Linked DNA regions of Sus scrofa: all the other regions are linked to region 1. Evidence: chromatin contacts called from public Hi-C and HiChIP or PLAC-seq data. All regions are on one chromosome and are shown on one strand. The core of a region is the stretch at or near the end of the contact, and the rest is flanking DNA. Distances in the headings are between cores, read along the strand shown.

What was found. Hi-C and Micro-C count contacts between places; a contact is called where the count stands out from the background. HiChIP or PLAC-seq counts read pairs in DNA pulled down with a chosen protein or histone mark.
Region 2: a Hi-C map of retroperitoneal adipose tissue shows a contact between it and region 1, with 2.3 times the contacts expected there. The contact joins the enhancer-like site here to the promoter of KATNB1 in region 1. A contact is called at or near these places in 1 of 5 promoter capture datasets (liver), 23 of 47 Hi-C or Micro-C datasets (alveolar macrophages, blood, embryonic fibroblasts and 13 more) and 2 of 2 datasets of contacts at active chromatin or transcription factors (alveolar macrophages and skeletal muscle).
Region 3: a Hi-C map of mesenteric adipose tissue shows a contact between it and region 1, with 1.6 times the contacts expected there. The contact joins the promoter of POLR2C here to the promoter of KATNB1 in region 1. A contact is called at or near these places in 2 of 47 Hi-C or Micro-C datasets (mesenteric adipose tissue and retroperitoneal adipose tissue).
Region 4: an H3K27ac HiChIP or PLAC-seq map of alveolar macrophages shows a contact between it and region 1. The contact joins the promoter of USB1 here to the promoter of KATNB1 in region 1. A contact is called at or near these places in 1 of 47 Hi-C or Micro-C datasets (liver) and 1 of 2 datasets of contacts at active chromatin or transcription factors (alveolar macrophages).

What each region holds. Positions count from the first base shown.
Region 1 is chr6:19,628,887-19,631,664 of Sscrofa11.1, reverse strand. It overlaps KATNB1 (katanin p80 WD40 repeat-containing subunit B1), which reads right to left and starts at 1,310. Exons shown (of 20, transcript XM_021093935.1): 1 at 1,198-1,310; 2 at 1-98. DRC7 (dynein regulatory complex subunit 7) reads right to left here. Exons shown (of 18, transcript XM_021093921.1): 18 at 2,490-2,778. The coding sequence ends at 2,711.
Region 2 is chr6:19,496,756-19,499,673 of Sscrofa11.1, reverse strand. It overlaps LOC106507576 (a long non-coding RNA gene), which reads right to left. Exons shown (of 4, transcript XR_001303646.2): 1 at 2,720-2,918; 2 at 1,670-1,788; 3 at 1,307-1,501. Among named protein-coding and RNA genes, the nearest start is that of ADGRG1, 38 kb to the left of the region's middle. Within about 2 kb of position 1,448, at least 4 of the 83 cell types and tissues checked have an H3K27ac peak or open chromatin away from gene starts, as enhancers often do. A contact at or near this core is called in retroperitoneal adipose tissue and subcutaneous adipose tissue, where this site is marked.
Region 3 is chr6:19,392,176-19,394,875 of Sscrofa11.1, reverse strand. It overlaps POLR2C (DNA-directed RNA polymerase II subunit RPB3), which reads right to left and starts at 1,307. Exons shown (of 9, transcript XM_003355801.4): 1 at 1,123-1,307; 2 at 890-939. The coding sequence starts at 1,208.
Region 4 is chr6:19,850,450-19,853,331 of Sscrofa11.1, reverse strand. It overlaps USB1 (U6 snRNA biogenesis phosphodiesterase 1), which reads right to left and starts at 1,312. Exons shown (of 9, transcript NM_001244803.1): 1 at 1,129-1,312; 2 at 255-291; 3 at 131-252; 4 at 127-128. The coding sequence starts at 1,238. All of the region lies in intron 1 of CNGB1 (cyclic nucleotide-gated cation channel beta-1), which reads left to right. The region is part of intron 1 of ZNF319 (zinc finger protein 319); the gene reads left to right.

The DNA of each region.
Region 1 (2,778 bases), core at 61-2,560:
TTGTGGTTTTAAAGCATCCACAGCAGCAGCCCGTGCGTGCCTGTTGGTATCCTGGGTCATGGAACATCAGGCTTGAGCCATTTCAGCTCAACACTAGGCTGGAACACAAACAGAGGTGATGGCTTGTTAGCAAACACTCAATGGGAATTCAGGGGGTCCCTAGGTTTGGAAAACTGGAGCTGCAGCTCCCTGGATCACCAAGGGCACTTGATAAAGACAGACACCCACCAAAGCCAAGGCCCGACTGCAAATTGTGTTTGAGGATCTGGATGGAGGGCACCTCAGGCAAGGTGACTTGGAACACAAGGAAAAAGGTCTATCCCAGAGGCCAGATGATGGTGGAGGCTCTGTTCCAGGAGGCCGGCTGCCTAATGTGCAGGAGCCGCAGTGGGGCGGGGAAGACCACATGTCTGCAGTTCCCATAGATTTCTGGGAGTCACTGTTTCATCTGACGTATGGGAAGGGGGTGGAGTCACAGGCTAAGTTTAGGGGCTCACGAGGCACCCTAGAGATAGGTACTGAAGTCTTCTGTAGGGAGACCCTCAAAGAGGGCCTGTGGGATCTAATCTGTGTCAAGGTAACTACTGCAGGTGCCTGCACTTCTCAAGGGCAGTGCTGCGAACGAGGCTTCCAGGTGGGCATGAGTCGGAGTGACTCCTCAACTCTAAAAGGCGACCTCATGGAGCCTCCTACCTCCTTCCTCCAAACCTCTTCATGAACCATCTCCTCCCTGTCCCTTTTCTCCTGGGGTCCCCAGCGTTCACTCCTCCTCACTGCCGCCTGTGTCTCCCTCGCTAGCACATCCTGTTTTGGCCTCTGCCCCGCCAGACCCTTTCCCCTCGCTATCAGTATCCCCATTCATTGACTCTCCCCTTCATAACCCCTCCTCCTGCAGACCTCCGGCTCTGCTTCCGGCCTCCCCGGTTGTCGTCTCTGGCCTCCACGCTGGTCCCGCCCCTCCCGAAACTGGGGCTGGTCCCTCCGCCTCGCCTAATCCTCCCACTCCTCTCGCTTGCGGGGAGCAGGCTCCAGCCTCCCTCCGCCCGGAGCCCTCTCCGCCGCAGCCTGGTCTGGCCCTGCCTGACTCGGCCTAGTCCAGGGCTCATCTTCCCCTCGCTTTCTCGTCCGCTCACCCACTCCACCTGCAGCTGCGGGTCCGGAGGCCGAGGTTCTGCTCCAAGCGCGACCCCTACTTACCTCCATCCCCTAGCCTGATTGGCTGCTGCTTGACAACCGACCCTCACAACAAAACCTCCGGCTCAGAGCCCCTCCTTCCTCACCTCCCGCACCAATCAGCAGCCGCGAGCGATCCGCCTCTCTCCAGACTTGACCAATAGAAAAAGGCGCTTCTGCCGCTTTCCCTAAGTACCCGCCCTCTTTTCCTGACTTGGACTAATCATGAGGAAGGAGCGTTCAGGAGCCGCCCCTCTGCCTCAGTGAACCAATGCGAGCTGCAGTTTCCTTGGTTCCGCCTCTGCCTCAGGCTTACCCCTTCCTCCACTGTCCATCTCTTCCTCGAATTTCGAGACGCCTTCCAATGGCGGCTGCACCAATCGCTTTAGCAACCGCCCCAGATTGACCAATCAACTTCCGCATTATTGGAAAACCAATTCCCGGATAGCCAATGGGAAGGAGACATCGAGAGCGGCGTGAAGCCGGGATCCTTTCATTTCGGGTTGGGGCGAAGCGGGGAGCTGGTCTCAGTCATCACTTTGCTGTAGTTCCTACTGCTCCACTTTGCTCGGGAGGCGGTGTTGCTGTTGTCTGAGGGTTTTCCCTCTCTTCTCTGGCTCTGATGCCGGCTTGGACCCCCCACCGGAAGCCTAGAGGGAAACGGAGTCTGATTCCGGCTCCGAGTCAGTCGTGGAGCCGGGAAGGGCTGTGCCTACGGCCGCGGCTTCGACGAATGGAAGAGTGGACTGCACCCCTAGCGGGACCACCAACCAGGAATCGGAGAAAAGTCGACCTCCTTTGGGGCTTGTAGGTGGGGTGGGCCTAGGGAAGGGCCGCTATCCGCAGAAGCCAGAGGAACGGAGGCGGGGGTCACAAAATGTCTTGGGAGGGGAGCCACTGTGGTCGTGTTTGAAAGATATCCTGTCCCATGAGGTTTGAGCAGAGGTCAAGACTGAGACAGCCAAGCAGCTCTGGACAGATTACATTTTCAGAATTTCCAATATGCTGTCTGCAAAATTAGGGTCCCTGTACACACACACACATTACCTCCCCGCCCCCACCCCATGCCCCATGGCGAGGGTGGCCCAACTCACACAGTGGAAATGGCAAGCCCACGACTTGAGGTCTTAACACTAGACTGCAAGGGACTGAAGCCTAGCTCCTCTTCTTATCAGCCACTAATAAGCCCTGTGTGAAATGGGGATGGCATTGTTGTATTAAATAAGGCAGGACGTGCAAAGGCCATCCCAGGTCATAGATAAAGAAGGGAAGGAGAATAGGGCTGGTGCTGAAGCCTGTGAAATGATGTACAAATGGCAAATTACAAGTGTGTTTATTTACAGGAAAATCATGAGAAGCAGGAACAGACAGGGCTGCAGAGGGGGTGTGGCAGTGAGGCCAGGTACCTGAGTGGATGGTCCTCAGTTGGGTATAGGGAGCACAGGGCCAGGCTTGAGGGTAGGATTTTTCCTCTGGCAGCTTTACCAAGGCCTGGGGACAGGCATCAGAGGACTGGAGGGGTGTGTAGGGGGGAGCATCAAACAAAGACTTTCAGTATCTCCACCAGGCGTGGGTCCTTGTAGAGCTTTTCCTCCAGAGCCAAAT
Region 2 (2,918 bases), core at 199-2,698, 130 kb after region 1:
TACGATAGCCCCAATCCACAAACATCCCAAACATCCATCAACAGGAGAATGGGGTCACAGCTTGCAGGGTGGTCACATCCTGGAATAGCATACAGCCATGAACTTGAATAAACTCTATCTGCACACAGCAGTGCAAATGAATCTGACAAACTTAATGATAAGTTGAAGACACATGGGTCTTGTTTGTATAAACTTCCAAAACAGGAAAAATCACAACTGGGTGGTTCAGAGATGCAGATACAGATGGTAAAACTGTCAGTACGAGTGAGGAAGTGACGCCTCTAAAATGTCAGGATGTTTCTCTGCATCGTGCAGGAAGGTGGATTATGGAGAAAGGGGACTGGGGTTTGGGGGGGGTTAACATAGGGATTTGCTTTATATTTTTGTCAAAATTGTGTGCCTATCCGCTATATTCTCTGTAATTTACTTTTTTTTCATGTTTAAAAATAAAGAATTAGGCATTCCCGTTGTGGCTCAGCAGGTTAAGAACCTGACATAGTTTCTTTGAGGATACAGGTTCAATCCCTGGCTTCGCTCAGTAGGTTATGGATCTGGTGTTGCCGCAAGCCACAGTATAGACTGCAGAAGCAGCTTGGATCCGGCATTGCTGTGGCTGTGGCGTAGGCCAGCAGCTGTAGCTCCAATTCGACCCCTAGCCACGGAATTTCCATATGGCACAGGTGCGGCCAGACAAAGAAAAAAAAAAAAAGAAATTACATCAATACAATGGATACATCATCTGCTCTCCCTTTGTGGCCAACAGCTACAGACAGGCCACCCCATCTCCCAGGAGCCCAAGTATTAGCCTTGATGACTCCCACCCACACCCGACACCCAGTCAAGCATTCCATCCTGTGTGTTCCCCCTGCCAATACTCCTCAGAGCCTCACGCTCCCTCCATTCCCACTGTCAGCACAACCGGGGGTGGGGTGGCCCACCAGTATCTCAGGTCCACACAAGGACAGCCAGAGACAGCTACTCCTCCCTGGAGGTCCTTCCAACCTGTCTCCACCGACTGCCAGAGTGATCCTTTGAAAACACCACTTGGATGGGGAACCTGCCTGGTCAAACACCTTCAATATCTCCCTACTACCCAAGCTCCATGATGGGCCCCTTCTTAGCCCTATAGTTTCTCTCTTCCCCCTCCCATGGCCACCCTGCCCCTTGAGCCCACGTGTCTGCACCCCCTCTCTTCTCCCTTTACCAGCCCCCAGCCTCCCCTACCCATCCTATTCACCACTGAGGTCTCAGCTGCAAGCGCCCTCTCGTAAGGAACCTACATGCCAGCCTGGGTTACACCCCTCACCTTCCCCTAACGCCCCTCCTAAGGAAGCAGCCAAGCCCACAGGCTCTGGGCCGGTGTGTTCCTGCAGCCAGGCTCCTGGGTGAGGAAGTGAATCCAGGACCTGCCTGAGACCAGAGGCTCCCGTTGCTGGGAAGGAAGGTCTGAGGAGCCTGTGACAGCCAGCTTCTCCGCAGAGCATCCTCTGGACCAGGGAGCCTGGGGAGGAACAGGGAACAAGCCAATAAGAGAGCCCCTGGGCTCCAATATGAGGACATCAGCAGTGACTGCGAGGGGCTGAAGCTGAACCAGAGGCCCTCTCCCCCTTTTTCTTCCAGGAGCAGCGTAAGGCTTCGGACGGTCCGACAGAGGGATGGGAAAACTTACCAATGTTCTTCTTTAACAGAGGTGGGAGAGCCAAGTCAGAGCCTCAAATGCACTTCTTGCTGGAAGTGTCCGACCTCACAGTTGGTGGGAACGTGGGTGTCCCCTCTGACCTGGGCAGGCTGTCCGCGGGCGCAGGACCGGGGAGGAAGGCAGAAGTGGCCAATCATGACCCCTGGTGGTCACCATAGGGATGACCACCCCAGAGCCTGGCTTGGCGGCCCTGGAGCTAAGAAATCCGTCTTCATGGAGTTCCCGTCATGGCGCAGTGGTTAACGAATCTGACTAGGAACCATGAGACTGGGGGTTCGATCCCTGACTTTGCTCAGTGGGTTAAGGATCCGGCGTTGCCGTGAGCTGTGTCGTAGGTCACAGACGTGACTCAGATCTGGCGTTGCAGTGGCTCTAGCTTAGGCTGGGCTGGTGACTACAGCCCCAATTAAACCCCTAGCCTGGGAACCTCCCATATGCAGCGAGAGTGGCCCTAGAAAAGGCAAAAAAAGACCAAAAAAAAGAAAGAAATCTGTCTTCACCTTGACCCCAGGTGCTGACCGTCTGGCCAGGCTGAGGCTCCCATCTAAACGTTCTTAGACACAGCTCTCACCACTGGTGTGTGAGCTGCCGGACCAGGCATTCGCAAGCTCTGAAGGGCATACTCTTGGCCAAGTCCTGTTAGAAATTGTCTAGAGAGCTGCTGAGGACGCCTGTGAGCAGGGGCCTAACAGCGACGCTTATCATGCAGGCAGCGGGCCAAGCCACTCACACCTTCTCCCTGATCCCTCTCAGCAGCCCTGGAAATAGCAACTAGGATAGCCCCCACTTTACAGGAGAGAAAACTAAGTCTCAGAGAGACCAAGAGGCTTGCCAAGGTCTGGGGTGAGGGAGCGGCAGAGCCAGGATTTGAACACAGACTGTCTCGGGTTCCCTCCTATGCTTGGTCCCTGCCTCCCTGACGGACCCTGTGGGGACAGTAATTGTGGCTGACTTTCTGAGCGTCCTGAGTGGGTCCACGGCACAAAGACGCACACACACAGTCGCTGCCACAGAACTCACCGTCTGGTGGGGTTGCTCCCGACTCCTTACGGTTCTGATGAGGAAGCAGAAGCCTATTTGAATCTCAGCTCCAGCACCGAGTAGCTGTGTGGCCTTGGGCAAGTCACTAAACCTTTCTGTGCTTCCATTTCCTCATGGGTATGACAAGTACGATACTAATCAAACTTACGTCACAGAGTTGCTGTGAAAATTAAATGAG
Region 3 (2,700 bases), core at 58-2,557, 240 kb after region 1:
ACTCTAGTCTACCATTCATGCCATCACCAAATCCAAGAACACAAACTATTTGAACACCTCAAAGTTAAACAAATCTCACAAAAACAACACAGACTTATGATCCATAGTGCTTTTTCTCCCCCTCTGATTTTTAGGGCCACCTCTGCAGCATATGGAAGTTCCCAGGCTAGGGGTTGAATCAGAGCTACAGCTGCCAGCCTATGCCACAGTCACAGCTACTCAGGATCCGAGCCCTGTCTGAGACCTACACCACAGCTCACCGAAATGCCAGATCCCCGACCCACTGATGGAGGCCAGGGATCGAACCCACAACCTCATGGTTACTAGTCGGAATCGTCTCCACAGCACCACGACGGGAACCCCATATCACAATTTATGGTATAATGACCAGACTGATTGCATTCCCAGTGCCTCGCACCACTGCCTGGTACTTATAAGCTCTGTAAACTCAGTGGATGGAACAGATTCATAAAAAGATATTTACCGGTACTGAGCACTCACTAAATACAAGGCAATTAATAGAGATTACCCCACTTAATCCTTGACGTCACCCTGATAACTACTATTAGCGTCCGAATGTTAAGAGGAAATTGCAGCACAGTTTGATAACTTGCCTAAGTTTCACAAAGACAGTATTCGACCTCAAGTCTGCAAACTCCTGAACCTGTGCTCTTTACCTCGAAGAGTGGAACTGAGTGGCCCGTGGGAGCCAGGGAAGGGGCCACAGTGGCCCTGGGGCAAGAGCACGGGGTCCGATCAAGTCTCCAGCATTGCTGTTTTCGCAGCGCCCCCACCCTGGGCCCCAAACAAGGCTGGAGTCAGGAACGCCAAGGTATGGGGAGGTGGGGGAACTGGTGGCCCTGACCACGAGGAGGCGAGGGCCGCTTACCTATTATGGGCACCTCAGCGATGAAGACCCTCCGGATAGAATTCGCCACCCTAAGGAATGAAAACCAAGCGGCGCGTGGGCACCGCAGACTCGACAGCCGGCCCCGCGCCCCACGGCTCCCAAAGCAAAAGCCCCGGCTCCGGGGCCAGTTCAAGAAAGACAGACCCCCGCCCCTCCAGAGCCGAGGCCCCGGGCACTCTGAAGCCGCCAGCCCCTTCCCTCAGCACCCTTACGCCAGGTCCGTATTCTCGATAATGAACTTGACATTCTCGTCGGTGAGCTCGGTGATCCGCACGGTTGGCTGGTTGGCATACGGCATCGCGCCAGACTGCTCGCGGGGCCTTGGGGGTCGGTTCTGCTGCTCGCGCCCCTGCGCCTGCGCCTGCGCCTGCGCCTGCGCCTACGCCGCCACCGGAAGTCGTTCAGCGCGGTCCCGCCGCTTCCGCAGAGACACGCTCAGAGCGCCGCCTGCTGCTCGGAGGCCAGGCTGCTCCGACGTTTTCTACCCTCAACCTACTTCAAAAGGCACCAGGTTCAACCATTTAGAAGGCGACTTAGTAAAACATGCACACGCCCTTGACTCCACAGAAACACTTCTAGAAATTCATATGAGAAGTGCGTGCAGTTGTAAGCAAAGATACATGTACAAGGATGTTCATTGCAGCACTATAACAAAAAACGATAAATAAAACGGATTGCCCACTGACACAGACCTGGTTAAATATACATAGGAATACTATAACAGTGTTTTTGGGGTAGGTTGTTTGGGGGTTTTGGGGGGTTTTGGGGGGGTAGGGGGGGTTGGCATGTGAAAGTTCCTGGGCCAGGGATCAAACCCATGACACAGCAGCAACCTGAGCCACTGCACTGACAACAAAAGGCCTTTAACTATATATATTTTTTTCTTTCTCCTTTTTAGGGGTGCACCTATGGCACATGGAAGTTTCCGAGCTAGGGGTTGAATTGGCACTGCAGCTGCCAGCCTATGCCACAACCATAGCAACACCGGATACTTAACCCACCCACGGAGGCCAGGAATCAAACCTGAGTCCTCATGGATACTAGTCAGGTTCTTAACCCACTGAGCCACAATGGGAACTCCCAACAATAATGTCTTTTAATGAGGTTTGTACACTGATGGAGGAACAAAAAGACAGTCAGTCCTCCCTATCCAAGGGTTCTTCAAGAAGACTGAAAGAAAAAAAAAAGTCCATAGAGTTCCAAAAAAGCAAAACTTAAAAATTTGCTCACACCCAGCAAATATTTACATAACATTAAACATTGTATTAAGTACTATAAGCAATCTAGAGATGATTTGAATTATGTGGATGTGTGTGGATTATATGCAAATCTTATGCCATTTTATATAAAAGAATTGAGCATCCAGATTTTGAGAGGGGACGGGGGAGTTCTAGAACCAAAAGCCCAAAAGACTGAGGGATGACAATACTTTACATGTACTTAGCAAAATTTGCTTGAGTGATAGGTTTATACCCTTTCCCTTCCACTCCTAAGTCTGGATCATGCACTTTTGACACTGCAGGAAGATGCAGTTCTCTTCAACCTATCACCTCCAGTTCTGCGGAGGTGGGTGGGTTATGATCTCTTCATCTCTGCATCTCCAGTGCCTGGCAGTGTGTGTCACCCAGGGGCAATGTACGACAAAGAATTATGCAAGTCCCCTAAACAGTCCCCCTAGAGAGAAGTTTGAATAGGCCTCAAAAAGGTGGCAGGAGCTCACACAGAGAAGCCCTAAAATAGAACTTGGCAGGTGACAGCATTTAGGGGGCAGAAGAAGAGTAATCTCCTAC
Region 4 (2,882 bases), core at 63-2,562, 220 kb before region 1:
TCTCTCTCTCTTGAGTTAATCTTTTTCCCACCACCAAAGTCAGGGGTTTCTGACTTCTTCCTCCAGGTGGGGGCCAGCTCCCTCCCATCAAGAGTGTCAGCTACCCACCTCTCCCGCATTACTTACAAGTATGTAGACATGGGTGGCCCAGTTGCCCCGCTCGTGGGGGAATGTGCGCACCCGGCCCCCATGTTTTGCACTGTCATCTGCAGGCCCCTCCTCCGTGCCCGGGAACATGTGCAGCACGCTCTCGGTACTGGCAACCTCTGGCTGGAAAGAGGGCTCTGGCCCCTGCAAGAGAAAAGAAAACAAGCACATTTAGCCTCCTGGCATTCTCTTCCTCTGTACACTCGATGAAAGTTGTAACCCCTTGGACCAGGTGACTCTGCTTGTCTATTTCTCACCAGGTGCTGTAAGCAGTTTCTAGATAACCACACCGCTCTTTCCCTAGTACTGTCTCATTGTGGGGGGCTCCCAACAACTCCAGGAGGCAGACCTCAGCAGGGAAACAACCCCAACAACCCCGCAGGCTGCAACATGTGGTTTAGAAGTCACAAGCCTTAACTGGACAAGCCTGAGTTGGAGTGGCTCTGTAGTCTTGGGCAAGTCAGGGGCCCTTTGGGGGCCTCAGTTTTCTCATCTCTAAAGCGTACTTCCACCGATAGGGCTGCTGTGAGATGAACCGACATTCGTTTTGTAAAGTACTCAACAAACAGCAGGCCTGGCAACTATGAATGGAAGCTCCACAAAGTAGAAGACTTCGATGGTGTCGCTCACTGCGGAGTCCCCAGTCCAGAGCCTGGCACAGAGAGGATCTCAATGAATATTTAATGGATGAATGAAAACACTCTCCAAAAAAGGAAACTGACCAAGTGTGGTACAGTGATGCGCGCCAGGAGACAGTGGACCAGCGGCAGAGACTGGACCCGAACTCACATTTCCTGCCTCCTAACCTTGTCCGAGCCAGGCGGGGGTACTCTGGGGCTTTGTCCAGGGCTGTCCTCTGGATCCTCCTTCCCCGCACTGCCCCTTTTTCTTCCCTTTCGAGCAGCCCCGAACCCTATGGTCCGGCCCCGGAGCTCCGGGAGCTATCTCATACTCTCCCCATAAGACTTCCTCGCTCCTCACCGACTGCGGCCTCTAGCCCCCGGCTGGGCCCGGGTCCCGGCCTTGGCCTCGGCCTCGGCCTCATCCTCGGAGCCACTGCTGCTGTAGCCCACCAGGGGCGCCGTACTCATGGGGCCCCCCTCCACGACAACACGGCGGGTCAGCCAGCAATCGCGCCGCACCCGGAATTCCGCTGCGCCGGAAGTGCTCTCCCGGGGGCGGGGCCCGGATTAGCACCGCCTCGGGGCGGGGTTTGGGGCGGGGCCCGGCAGCGAGGTAGCAAAAGACTACCCATCCAGACCACGCTGCTTGCCGGCTCGCCGCGCTCTGACAGCTACCTGGAACGTCCCGGAACTCCCACCCTCCGTGTGCCCATTTCACAGATCGCTCTGGGCCCTGACCTCTCTGCCCGTTGCTCTGTCTGCAGCAACTCTGGACCTCCCAGCAACGGATAGTCTCTGGGTCAGCGGTCAGCGCACTAGACCCAGTGGAGCTCCTTGCCCTTCGCGGTCTGGACGAGTCAGAGTCCCCGGGGCCCCTTCCCAAGTTGGCCCAAAATTAAGCTCCGGGGGACACCTCTTCAAAGAGCGAGCTGAGCAGTCAGAGGCCGGTCAGTTCCAGCAAATCAGAGGGTCTAGGAGGCCCCTCCTCTCAGGTTCAGGGGTCGGGCCAGGGGCTGGGCTCTGGGAGCCCCCACCCCTAACGCCGAGTAGGGTGGTAGGAAGCAGAGCGCCCTCCCTGGGTCAGCTGAGGCGTGCTGGCCAGACCGCAGGAGAGCGGCCCCGCGCGTCTGGCGGTCCGACCCGGCCCGGCCGCGGGGTCCCCGGCAGGGGGCGGTCTCGCTCCGCGCCTCCCGCTCCTCCCGCAGCCGCCACCGCCCCAGCTGCCGCTCCTCCCCCGGCCCCGCCTCCCTGGCCCCCGCGCCGCCCGCCTGTCCGCCGGTCTCTGCAAGGCCATCGGTCCGTCTGCCCGCCTGCCCTCCCAGCGCTCCTCCGCCCCAGCCCCGCTATCCCAGCTGCGCACGTCGCTTCCTCGGTTCCGGCCGCCGCTAGCCCGTTCCCCGCCCCCAGGCCGGCCGCCGCCGCTACGCGAGCCCGGGGATTGGCAGCGCGCGTAGGCCGCGCTACAGCGGATGGAGTCGGAATAAAGGGGCGGCCGAAAGAGCAGCCAGTCGCCACTCGCCCCGCGCCTGACCCCGCGGGCGGCCTGGAGCAGGTGAGCGGCGGGGCGCCCGGGACCGCGTCTGGGGGCCACTCCCGCGCCCGCCGCACCCCTTCCCCAGCCGGCCCGGCCGCCCCCCCACTCCCTCCGGCTCGACCCGGCGGCCTCCTGAGCTCCTGGGCGGCCCAGGCCGGCCTTGACGCGCAGCTGCCTCCCGGGCCCGGCCTGTTGCCCTGGGGCCTTCCTCGGGCCCAATCGCCCGCGGGGCGGGCGCTCGGCAGCAGCGGCCTGGCCATTCCTCACGAGGGGTGACAGGAGGCAGCCCAGCTGGGCTGGCGGGCAAGTGCTGGTGGGGAGGTGATCGGCTTTCATTCGGTTTCCCAGGGAAGAGGAAGGGCCGGGGTGCGGTGCAGGTGGGGACCGCCTCTTGCCTCCCTTACCCCAGTCTCTCATCCTCTTTGCTGAGTGATCAGAGGGGGCCTCCTGGCTGCACCTTCCTGGAGGGGGGCCGGGGTGGGCGGCAGAGCTGGAGGCTCAGGGCTAGGGACCCTCGATCTGGCAGCCATTCACGTCAGGAAATAAAAAAAAAGAACAGTTGGGCTGCCGCAGCCTGA